Linked DNA regions of Sus scrofa: all the other regions are linked to region 2. Evidence: chromatin contacts called from public Hi-C and HiChIP or PLAC-seq data. All regions are on one chromosome and are shown on one strand. The core of a region is the stretch at or near the end of the contact, and the rest is flanking DNA. Distances in the headings are between cores, read along the strand shown. Region 1 holds the start of INSIG2 (insulin induced gene 2). Region 2 holds the start of DDX18 (ATP-dependent RNA helicase DDX18). Region 3 holds the start of CCDC93 (coiled-coil domain-containing protein 93).

Region 1 (3,795 bases), core at 922-3,421, 250 kb after region 2:
ACTAGAGATGTTAATCTCTAGTGTTTTGCCTTCTAGCTACTGACAAGGAAATTGCAATACTTTTTTTTGTGAGGGATTTTTTAATTTGGGTAAGGCTTCCAAGTTCAAGGTTCTTAGAGGCTTAGTCATCAACCCTTGGGCAATAATTAATGTTAGTCTAACAATATCTTACTTAAGCAAGGCAAATAAGCGTTTGTGGGTGTTTATGTTAGCTAAATAAAGAAGTTTTTGTTTTCTGGTTTACCTTTGGTCCCATTCAGTTGGGAAACCAAACAACATGTAAGGTTGATGGAAATATCTTTTCTCTGAAGTCATAAATTATCAAATCATTGATAGTTTTTTCTATGAAAAGGACCTTAGAAATAATCTAGACCAACCCCTCATTTTAACCAATGAGAAAAAAAATCCTAGAAAAATGAATATACTGGATGTGACTATGCACTTGTTGGCCTAACATGAGGTTTCAAGAATCCTTCACCAGTATTCTACCACCTATATTACACCAGCTCAAAATAATCCAGAGTTATTCTGATTTCTCAGAGTTCTTAATCAGCTAATATCTTGGCATCAGGTAAAATGCAGTTTTAATGTTTCCATAATAACAAATATTTGGTCTAAATTCATGACCTTGAGATTCAGAATTCATGTCTCAATACATTCTCCATGCTCCATCTATTCTGTTTTTCCAACTCTGACTCCCACCAGAATGCACAGCCTCATCATATTTGCCTACCTATACTCAGTGCCTCCTTAAAGACTACATCATCCATGACAGCCGGGAAACTTAAGTAGAACACTGCAGTAGGAATGACCCTGTTGGATACAAGAACCTTAGGAACTGGTGCCACATGGTTCTTGCTTTTTAGGTCTTGTCCCTCCCTGCAGTCAATAAATATTGAAACTAAAACAAAGGTCTTTCAAGTTAAAATTTTCCTTAAGGATTTTCTTGAAGGCAATTTCTAAGTGTTTGAAAGCTTGCCTAGAGAAGACATGGCCTAGATGAGTGGGACTCAGGTTGTTTTAAAGAGAATCATGACAGATGTTGGGATATTTTGAGGTAATCCTCTCTTGTCTGGGTGCTTTTCTCTTTTCTTTTTAAAATTCCATTTCCATTCTGTATAATCCACCCACATTTTTTTTTTACTGGTAGTGTAAAAACCTACATAAGAGACTTAGTTACAGGAAACATTAGAGAAAACAAGAAAGGTCAGATAGATACTTGTTTGGAAGCATTCTGTTGCAAATTCAATTTCTCTTTCAATTTTCAGAAATATGTGTACCAATAAAAAGTCAGAAACATACAAACCCATCTATCATTTATCAGTTCAAAGTTAAAAAAAAAAAACACAAAGGAATTTCACCAACTAATGCTTCTTTTCAAATCTCTTAAGCAAGGATTCCAGGCCCAACCTTCAACTTAAACTTGCCTCAAGAACACAGTAACCTGACCTCATCCATATTATGGTTCGGTACTACTTCCAACCAACAAGGAATTATAATTTTATCTACTTTGTAATTTCCTTTTTGTATTTTGCATTGTACTTTGCATTTTCTCTACGTCGCTGAAAACCTCTAAAGCTCTTCCTATGAAAGCAACTGTACACAAATCGCTTTTGTCAAACTTGGGGAACGATTATTAATGAAAACAGGAAAAAATGCTGTGGGATGAAAAGGAGAGAAATATCAACTACGCTCTTTCTCGAAAGAAGTTATGACTTAGGAATGCAGGAATAAGGTAAAGAGCAAAGGCAGGCAAAAGCACACAGAAAATGAGAGTCAGCATCCTTAGCCGCAGCCCAGATCCTGGCTCAGAGGAGCGACGTGTGGAGAGCCTCGCCTCCCACAGGGTATGCGTGTGTTGCTGTGCGATTCCCTGACACGGCCCGCAGGTCTGGGCATTCGTCACAACCCTCTGCTGCCTGGTCAGCAAACAACAGCTGATTTGGTAGCCTCCACCACTAGGTAGTCCATGCCTGTAGCCGGCAGCTACGCTCAAGGAGATCGGAAGTCCTTTTGCCCCCTTTCGCAGGCTCACTACTCGGCGCCCGTAGAAACCGGAAGTTCTTCTGCCCCTATCTTCGGGAGAGCGTCAGCGCCTGCCGCGCAGGCGCAGTGAAGCTCAGGCGGAGTTACGTGAGGGGAGGAGGAAGCGGCGGAGGGGGGCGGGGGCCGGTCCCAGAAGATGGCGGAAACAGGGGTGAGTTGGGGGGTCTCCCAGGAAGCGCGAGTGTCTTGTTGTTGGGGGTAGGGACCTGAGGAAAGGGGTGGCTCTCGGTAAGAGGAACCGCTTCCGATTTTGCAGCCTGGGAAACCTGCTTAGCAAGTGCGAGGAGCCAGGACCATAGAAGGGGCCTGAAGGGTGAGGTGGTCTGCTCACCTGGGGTAGGGTAGGCGAGATCCGGAAGGGGACAGCGGGATCGGGGAGAGTTCCTAGGAGAGGCCGAAGCTTCTTGGACAGTGCTAGAGTATCGGAGCAGAAAGAAGGCTGGAGGGCGGCGGGAAGGGCGACCCCGGAGATTTGACGGGGTGGAGGTCGGCGAGCTCTCCAGCACAGAGCTGTCAGGATTTGGGGGTGAATCTAAAGGTAGATATTGTAGTAAGTTTAGAATCCGCCGACAGGTATGTTGATAATGGGTTGACGAACGGGACTTTGGTATTTTTGAATTGGAATTGGAAACCTTTGGAGTCGGTGTGTGGATAAAGCCAGAGAGAATGCTTGCCAGGAACTAGAAGTCGGTTGGTGATAGTTTTCTGGGATTTTAAGAGTTGGTCAGTGGAAGTGGCAATCGGGAAAAGAAAAGCACTGTGGGTGTGATGGGGGGGGGTGCTAAAACCTAAGTGATAATGGCCCATGTCCAGTTAGCGTTGGGAAAAAGTTAATAAGTTATGTATGTATGGTGTTAGCTAGACAGTCTAGGAAGACATCCCAGGAAGAGTTTACTATTTTGTAGGATCAGTGGGGAAATGCTTCAAGAAGGAATGAATAGGCTTGACAGCTGGTCCACTGATACTGGCTGGAGTCAGTATGGCAGTGTTGCTGAGGATTAGACACCATTCCAGTCTTGGGTGAAGGAGAAATGACAGCAGACAAGCAGTGGCCAGGTTATGTCTTCCAACTTTGGGGCTTGGCCTTGAGAGAGAACCATTGAGTGAAAAGGAGTAAAGGAGCCACTAATAGGGGCCCCACAGAGAAAAAAAAATAGCCACTACTCTTCCTGTTTTCTTCATTCTTTCTCTGGATGTTATATTTAATAGTGTGTTTTGTTATAGTTTTCAGTACATATCTGATATAAAGTGACCAAGCTGTGAATCATGAACATTTGGGAAAGAGGTTGATTCTTTTTAAACTAACAACTGTTGCTCTTATGTTTGGTGGGCTGAAAAGGAAAAGAAAAATGCAAATCATTAATTTTAAAGACAGCTTATTTTCATTGTTATCAGACAATCATTCCCAAACGATGGTTTTTGTTTGTGTATTTGTGTTCAAATACCTATTGCTTGGAAGTTGTTTCAGTGGCAAATGTAAACTTTGATTTTCATTCTCAAAACCCAGAATCACTTAACAATCCTCTTTTGTTTATCTAAAAGTAATAATATCAACCCACTGACAGGCAGCACATAGACTGGGAATAATGTTTTCCCAATTTTGATGATTTGTTGTTGATCTCTCCAAATTACTTGAACTGTTTTTCTTTTTGTTCAGTAATGTACTTTATAGAAATTGTAGGTCAGAGCTAAGGTAGAATTTTTCATGTCCTGTGGAAGTTTCTTCTTTTATTTTTGAAAAAAGTATTA
Region 2 (4,006 bases), core at 1,192-3,691:
ACATCAACAGCCTGTCAATCTCTAAAATTAAGCAGTTTGTACACCTGAAGAGCATATGGAAGATATATTATTTGTTGCACCTAAAAGCAATGATGTGAATTTTAAAGTCATGGACCCAAGTGTGTAAACATGAGAATATATATGTATGTATATAGAGACAGAAATAGATATGTATGTCTATTCTGTGGTCTTTTATGTGATAGGTGTGGCTACACACAGGAAACGGCAGGAAACACAGGAGAGGCTCAAGAAAAGAAAGTTTATTATACTCATGGGTATCAGAAACAAGAGGCATAGGACACCATGCAGGACCAGTTGGGAAAGCACCAGCATTCAATACAGGCAGAAGGAGCAGGACCAAAGAGGACCCTAGGTCACAGCCTTTATTGGGTTTCCTCAGCAAAAGCAAGGCAAGGGAGAAGAGAAAGTTTGGGGTTGATGGGTTTGAAAAATTTAGGTGGGTTCAAAGCTATAGGAGTGTCCCTAGTTGCTTGGTACCTGGCTCTGGGATGATTAAAGCCAAGGACTCTTGTTTCTTGGGGTATGCAGGCCAGGTGGAGAAGATATAGCTCTGGATTCCTTACTTTGCACATTAAAGGCATACTCACGGTCGAATCTTTGCTATCTCTAAAAATTGACTAGTCTCTGGATGGGCAGTCTCACATCAGCCAGAAAGGGTTTTTTAAGATGTCAAAATGTCATAATGCATTTTTAAAAATTAAATAAAAACAATACAGTGTAGGAGTTCCCATTGTGGCTCAGTAGGTTAAGGACAAGATGTTGTCTCTGTGAGGATGCAGGTTTGATTTCTGGCCTCACTCAGTGGGTTAAGGATCCGGTGTTGTGGAACTGTGGCATAGGCTATAGCTGCAGCTCCAATTTGACCCCCTAGCCTGGGAATTTCCATAAGCCACAAGTGCAACCATAAAAAGAAAAAAAAAATGTTTATATATATGTATATTTAAACTGATAATATCAATTTTAACTGGCATATATAAATTGAGCTATATATGTCCATGTATATACATATATCTGTGTCTGTCTGTCTGTCTGTCTGGCATGGTTCTCCCAGGTGATGTTTAAATTTCTGTGCCAGTTTAAATTTCTGATTCATCCTGCCTAATCAGTAACAATTTAACCAAACCACAGTTTGCCTGGTTCTCCAGCCCAATTCAATGTTATTTATCAGTCAATTTATTTACATTGTTTCAACTTCCTCCCAAGTTTTCTCCCTCTCCATTCTCCCTCTCCATTGTCTAATCCCCAGGGCTCATGCCCTGTCACTCCAAGTGAACAAATTATACTAGCCTTCATTGACCCTCTGCTTACTGTTGGGCTCAATTTGATTACTGACAAAGGGAATTTGAGCCCATTGGGACCAATTCTTAAAGAAAAGATATATGACCTATCCTAAATATTTAAATGTTTGTAACAGTTGGTAACAGTTGTTTTTTGTTTGGTTGGTTGGGAGTTTTTTGTTTGTTTGTTTGTTTGTTTAATGTACCCACTTCCACACACAGCCAGATTGTAATTTCTGGCCTGGACTCCTAAAAGGTCTGTGGGTGTGAGATTTGGGGATTATAAATCCCTGTTTTTCAAACTGCAGCCAATATCTATAAATACTGAAGTAAAATCCATGTAAATGCATACTAATCAGAATATTTAATGGACTCAGAATTTAAGATGGAATAACAGTAGCAAAAGAAAAACAGTGAAACAAGAGTAACAAGAGTAGGTGTATTGCTTTGAGAAGTGTTGTTATATTTATGTGTGGATTACTGTGTCCCAAGTGACATGGAAAGTGTTTTCCTCACTCAAGAAAAGGGTCGCAGTTCCCGTCGTGGCGCACAGGAAACGAATCCGACTAGTAACCGCGAGGTTGCGGGTTCGATTCCTGGTCTCACTCAGTGGGTTAGCGATCCCCGCATTGCCATGAGCTGTGGTGTAGAGGGCAGGCATGGCTGGAATCCCTCGTTGCTGTGTCTCTGGTGTAGACCAGCAGCTACAGCTCCGATTAGACCCCTGGCCTGGGACCCTCCATATGCTGCAGGTGCGGCCCTAAAAAAAAAAAAGGAAAAAAAGAAAGAAAAAGAAAGAGAAGAAAAGGGTCAAACAAGTCTGCAAACACTTAAGTATCAATTTTAGGTATTACTCAACCTAAATCGTCCGGGATCCAAAGAGGGTAGGAACATTAAAATGGAGACTCCCTAAGGCCCTCTGCCTTGATTCTTTTCTCTACCCACCAGGGAAGCTCCAACTACCAAATCGCCCCAGTGTGCTTCTGGCTCCGACACAAGGGGAACCCAGTGCAGGGCCGGCCCTCCGCTGCCATAGAGGGCGCTGCAGAGTATACGTTCCCCAAAGGTACAACGGCGCACGCGCCGGGAAGCATTTCTGTCCGGACCCATTTCCACTGCGTCCGCCGCGCGCGCTCCTGTGACGCATTTCCGGCTGGCGGACTCTCGCACGTGTGGCCGGAAAGGAAGTAACGTCACCCGGGAGAGCAGAGAAGCCGGGTTGTGGCGCGGCTGGGAAGGAGCTTCAGCGCCAACATGTCTCATTTACCGATGAAACTTTTGCGCAAGAAGATCGAGAAGCGTAACCTCAAGTTGAGACAGCGCAACCTAAAGCTCCAAGGTGAGTAGCGCTGAGCTTCGCGGTGGCCGGGGTTGCGGAGGGAGCCTGCGCGTGGGCCGTGGCTCGCTGCGCGACTGCTGGGCTGGGGGACGCTGGTGGGGCGGCACTGCGGCCCCGACGTAGCCCTGGCAGTTCTCCCCAGGCCACGCGTGCTGTGGAGGGTGAAAAGGCAGCCTCAAGTCAGGTCCCATGCAGGTGCCGACGTTCCGCGTGGCCCCAGATCTGCCCCGTAAGGTTTGTGAACAGCAGTTTCTTCTTATAGAGTTCGGGTTGGAGGCTTCTTGAGTTCCAGGCCTCCGGCAGTGCTTCCAGATGAACCAGGTTGTCCCACTTTTACCATTTTCCTTTTGACTCCCTTACCACCTTCTGGGTCCACTTCATCCGCAGCCCCCGCTCCACTCAGACACGTGGAGTGTCTCTTCTCCACGCGTCTTCCTTTCACATTTCATGTCTGTATCGCTTCAAATCAAACTGGGTGTCAGTGTTTTCACAGAGCGATTCTGATACCTTTGCCCGCCCCTACTCACCTGCACGCTATCTTCAGTCCTGTAAAAATTCCTCACTTTCAGCTCCAAAAGTGTTTTCTGCACATGTATACGCATGTGCATACTCTCATGCTCTCTCTTCCTGTCATTGCTAACTTTCGGTTATAAATTTCTCAAAAGCTTCTATATATTTGCATCCTTAACAGAGACTTAACATAAACAGGATTCTGTTTGATTGTCGCTTTTCTTGACCTACCTCATTTGCAGTGCTAACTTCCTGACAGTAAGCCAGACATCCTGAAGTTATGTTAACCTTTTTAGGTCCTGTGTAAGAGTAAACCTCCTAGTTTATTATGTTGGTAATGTTGTAACATTACTGGTTAGTAATGTCGGGGCCACAATTCCTTACCCTAGTTTATTGTCTACAGAGACTATTTGATTGAAAGAAAATACCCCTGGAGGAGAGAACAGGGTTTGGGGATAATGTTTTAAAATCCCCTTATATTTTCATTTTCTATAGAATAACAAAGCATTACTAACGAATTCTGGGTAGTTAAAGGTAACAATTAAAAGATGGTGCTTTGTGGGAGTTCCTATTTTGGCTCAGCAGGTTACCGACCTGACTAGTTAGTATCCGTGAATGTTCAGGTTCAATTCCTGACCTAGCTTAGTGGATTAAGGATCCAGCATTGCCGTGAGCCGGGGTGTAGGTGGTAGACATGACTTGGACCCGGAGTTGCTGTGGCGTAGGCTGGAAGCTGCAGCTCCAGTTCACCCCTAGCCTGGTAACTTCCATACGCTGCAGGTGTGGCCCTAAAAAACAAAAAAAAGAAAAGAAAAGGAGGTGGTGTCTTTTCAATATATAAACAGAAAATTTTGTAAAG
Region 3 (3,963 bases), core at 677-3,176, 170 kb after region 2:
ATGGTACCACTAATAAGTGGAATATTAAAAAAAAGGAAAGAAAAGAAAAAGTCAAACTCATATAAATAGAGAATCTAACAGTGGTTTCCTGAGGCTGAGAGTGGACGACATAGGGAGAGGTCCCTTTTTACAAAAGGGTACAAACTTTCAGTTATAAGATAAATAAGGTCTGAGGATCTAGTGGTAACACTATATTGTATAACTGAAATCCACTGTGTAAAGCTTAATTCCCCCACCCCAAAAGGTCAGTATGTGAGGTGATGGATGTGTCAGTTCAGCGAGGGGAGTCTTTTTACAGTGTATATGTGAAATTATCATATTGTACATTTAAAATATCTACAATTTTATTTGTTAATTATACCTCAGAAAAGCTGAAAAATAAGTTGTAAAACAAGAAAGAAAAATTTAAATCAAATCACCTCAAAGTACAGATTCTATCCTTTACAATCTCTGGTCCCATCAAAGCAACGTGCATATCAGGTTTTACCTAATACAAGGGTTCTAACAAAATTACACTTACTAGGTTTTCCTAAGATAACAACAAAACAGATGTGCATTCTGAGAGCACCCACTGATAGATAAGCCTATCCTTCCAATCACTACCTCTCTAGCTTTTATGTACAGAACAGTGCTTCCTTAATTAGTGGGTACTAGTGACATTTAAGAACTGAGGATATGGGGAGGGGAGCAAAGAAACAAGATTGGCCACTGACTCTGAGAGACCCAGGCCATGCACCAAGTAAAGGAATCCACTCTCCTGGCCAAATGCCTGCCTCAGAACCTTAGCAGGAGGACAGAGGTGCCGTGTGCATTCCATTTCTTGCAAGAATCTAGTAAACTAGACTAGCTCTTGAGTAAATCCACTGGAATAGAAGACAGATGCAAACCACCGAGCTAAGTGACTTTTGCTGCCAAAAGGAAATGCACTTTTCCTGTCTTTCCAGCCAATGTACCTGTGAATCCAGAAACCAAGGATCATACTGTCCCTCAGGATCGAGTACTTAATAATAAACACATCTGGAAGGAAAAGCACCCGTTATCTTTTGGAGAAGCAGTGGCGTTTCCGCCTGGCCACTGAGCACCACCAGCGAGCTCGTGGCCACTCGGGACACCGCGGCACGTTGACCCGCCCGGCCAAAACCCAGTGCGCGCAAGGCTTCCAAACTTCCTCCTGCCGGCCGGGCCGGAGGTGGGGGCAAATACAGAGTGGCATTCTCCCCCGACACCAAGGCGGCGAGTGCTGGCCTCCGGGGCCCCGTGGGCCCCAGGAGGCTGCGGCGGGCGCCACAAGGTCACCGCCCTTTGCACAACCCGAGCCCGGACCGTCCCAGCGCGTGTCTCGTGACTCCTGGGCGCAGCAGACAGGGTTCTCAGCGGAAGCCGTGCGGCGCGGGTAAGGGGGGAGACTGCCCCGGAAAGGGGGAGAGGTGGGACCCCGGGCCCCGCGGCGCCTGGGGCTGAGTCGGGGCAGGTATTGGGCTGGGAAGGCTCCCTCCGTCCCAGGAGACCCGGCACCCGCAGAAGTTTGTCCCCGCCCACACTCACGCTTGGGGGACCTGCTCGGGCCCTAGCTGTGTGTGCCCCGGGCGGTGAACACACCTGAGGAGGGGGGCGGGGCGCCCTAAACGCAGCGGGAACCCCAAGAGCCTGCGGCCCCGCCAGCTCGGCCCACTTTCAAATACCCCGACGTGTCAGGGAAAGGGGAGGTTCCTTACCTCCGGAAGATCCTGGCCCTCCGGCCCCTTGGGCAACCCCATGATCCCGTCGGACCGCCGTGAGGCTGCAGCTAAGCCCACCGAGCGTCCAGAGGAAGCTGTCCTCGGCCCCAAAGCTGCTACCGGGGTGGAGTGCAAAGCGAGAACTTCCTCCGCCGCTACCGCCGCTGCCACCGCCGCCGGCCGGGAGCGCAGCAGCTCGGCGGAGCATGCGCACTGAGGGGGCTGGAGCAAGACGCGACTACGCCTGCGCCAGAGCTGCGGGCGAGGCCCGGGCCCAGGCGGGCTGGGGGAATGTTTTGCAGTGTGGCTCCCTGACGCGTTGTTCTGCGGAACCTTCGGGCCGGGGCTCTGTATTTTCCTCTGAGGTGCTTTGTGAAAGGACTACTTCTCTGTCTTGGGGAAATTTGGCATCCTGGCTCTCCTCTTTGCTTCTCACGGGCATCGGATGCTCCGAGTGGGTTCGGTCCTCTATGCTAGCCGGGCTTCAGCCCCCTTGCTGCCGGGTCAGTGTCCGAGCACTGATGAGCTTGCAGACGCAGACTGGTCCTGGTTTCACTCAGAGTAGGGTTGTCCCCTGATTAATGCTCATTTGGGCAAACTTCATATATGGACCAAGGAACCACGTCCCGGAAAATGGGTTCTTCACACTCGCTGCCTTCCCATTGTCCGAGCCAGAGCATCTTGTTCCCTGGTAAAACGTTGGGATAAATGACCTCCACCCTCACCTCCACCATCCCCAACTTCTGAGGGGAAGATCATCTCTGAGAATTTGGCAATGGTACTGACGTAATTTTAGCTACACCACTTGGGTGAAGCACCCCTTGTCTGCCCCAGGGAATGGCAGAAATGCAAGAATAGTGTCCCTGGTCACAAGCGCCTCGCACCTGCTCCATAATGGCTTCACCAGGCTTTTTTTTTTTTTTTTTTTTTTTTCCCCCCTCGTTGAAGAAAGAGGTGACGTGTGAAAACTTGCTGTAGAAAAGATCCTTCCCTGTGTGTGTGTGTGTGTGTGTGTGTGTGTGTGTGTAAGGTGGGAAGGGCAGAGCGGGAAGAGTCTATGAGCCCGTTGGGATCAAAGAAGTTTTTGTGTGCATGTGTGTGTGTATGTACCTTTCTGCATTCTTAGCAGCTTAAAAAGTTGGTACTCAGTTAATGCTTGTTCTTGAAAAAATGATTTGTGCCTTTTGTACCCTTCCTGGAGTTTATCCTGACAGAACAGAAATTTCTCTTGAACCAGAGTATAACAAGTGGTTGGAAGAGAATGACCATTTCCTTTTAAAATATAGTTAGTAAATATTGCTAATGAAACTGTGTGCCAACCCCCAGTCCCCAACAATTTGATGAATTTGAATATGCTAATTAAGGTATTATGAGAACTCATTTGCCTGTGTTGTGTGACATTTTGTTCTCAGACACTGTGAAGCCAGTGAAACTCAGGTGCTCTCTAATGAGCCCATTCTCATAACTTCCCAAATGTGTTATTTTTGTAATCTTAAAATTGTCCTTTCAGAGTTCCCTGGTGGCTCAGTGGGTTAAGGACCCGGTCTCTAGGGTCACTGCTATGGTGCAAGTTCAATCCCTGGCCTGGGAACTTCTGCCTGCTGCCAGGGGAAAAAAAAAAATCCTGTCTTTCCCTGAGATGGTATAGGATGAAGGGGACTAAAGGAGGATCATTTGTAGCCACTGTTGAATGACCAGACAGGTATCAATGCCTAGGGACAAGTAGCACGCTCCCAGGTAGCAGCAAATAGAGCTGTATTTAAAACAGCCTGGGGAATAGGGCCTGGAGAATAATAGGACTCAAGTAGGCTATCCAAGAATTCCCGGTTGTAAATGCTTTGCAATGCTTGAAACATACATGAGCAGCTATCTTTCCCGGTAAGAAATCTTGCTGTTTCACTGACTGTGTAGGGTGACAGTAGCAGAGTCGGGCTGAAAACCTGCCTTTTTTATTTTGTTTTATTCTATTTTAAGATCCAGCAAAACAGCTATGGCAGCAGTTAAGAAATCTTGAGTAGCCCACATTTGAGAGAGGAACACCTGCACAGCCTTGGAGAAGACTTCAAACAGATGGTATCAGAAAAGGAGGTTTGTGAAGACTCAGATAAATACATTTCTCCCCTTCTTCTGGTCAGGGTATGCATGCATTCATGTTCTCTCCCTCGTGGGATTTTTGAAGATTAGGTGTCAGTCTTTCCCTCCTCTGCCCATCTGACACAGAGATGTGTGATGTTCTCTGGAACTT

What was found. Hi-C and Micro-C count contacts between places; a contact is called where the count stands out from the background. HiChIP or PLAC-seq counts read pairs in DNA pulled down with a chosen protein or histone mark.
Region 1: a Hi-C map of skeletal muscle shows a contact between it and region 2, with 5 times the contacts expected there. The contact joins the promoter of INSIG2 here to the promoter of DDX18 in region 2. A contact is called at or near these places in 2 of 47 Hi-C or Micro-C datasets (heart right ventricle and skeletal muscle) and 1 of 2 datasets of contacts at active chromatin or transcription factors (alveolar macrophages).
Region 3: an H3K27ac HiChIP or PLAC-seq map of alveolar macrophages shows a contact between it and region 2. The contact joins the promoter of CCDC93 here to the promoter of DDX18 in region 2. A contact is called at or near these places in 1 of 5 promoter capture datasets (liver), 4 of 47 Hi-C or Micro-C datasets (heart right ventricle, psoas muscle, retroperitoneal adipose tissue and 1 more) and 2 of 2 datasets of contacts at active chromatin or transcription factors (alveolar macrophages and skeletal muscle).

Annotation. Positions count from the first base shown.
Region 1 is chr15:23,674,558-23,678,352 of Sscrofa11.1, forward strand. INSIG2 (insulin induced gene 2) reads left to right here and starts at 2,172. Exons shown (of 6, transcript NM_001129968.1): 1 at 2,172-2,197.
Region 2 is chr15:23,423,233-23,427,238 of Sscrofa11.1, forward strand. DDX18 (ATP-dependent RNA helicase DDX18) reads left to right here and starts at 2,442. Exons shown (of 14, transcript XM_005654164.3): 1 at 2,442-2,637. The coding sequence starts at 2,553.
Region 3 is chr15:23,591,820-23,595,782 of Sscrofa11.1, forward strand. It overlaps CCDC93 (coiled-coil domain-containing protein 93), which reads right to left and starts at 1,927. Exons shown (of 24, transcript XM_001927273.5): 1 at 1,716-1,927. The coding sequence starts at 1,757.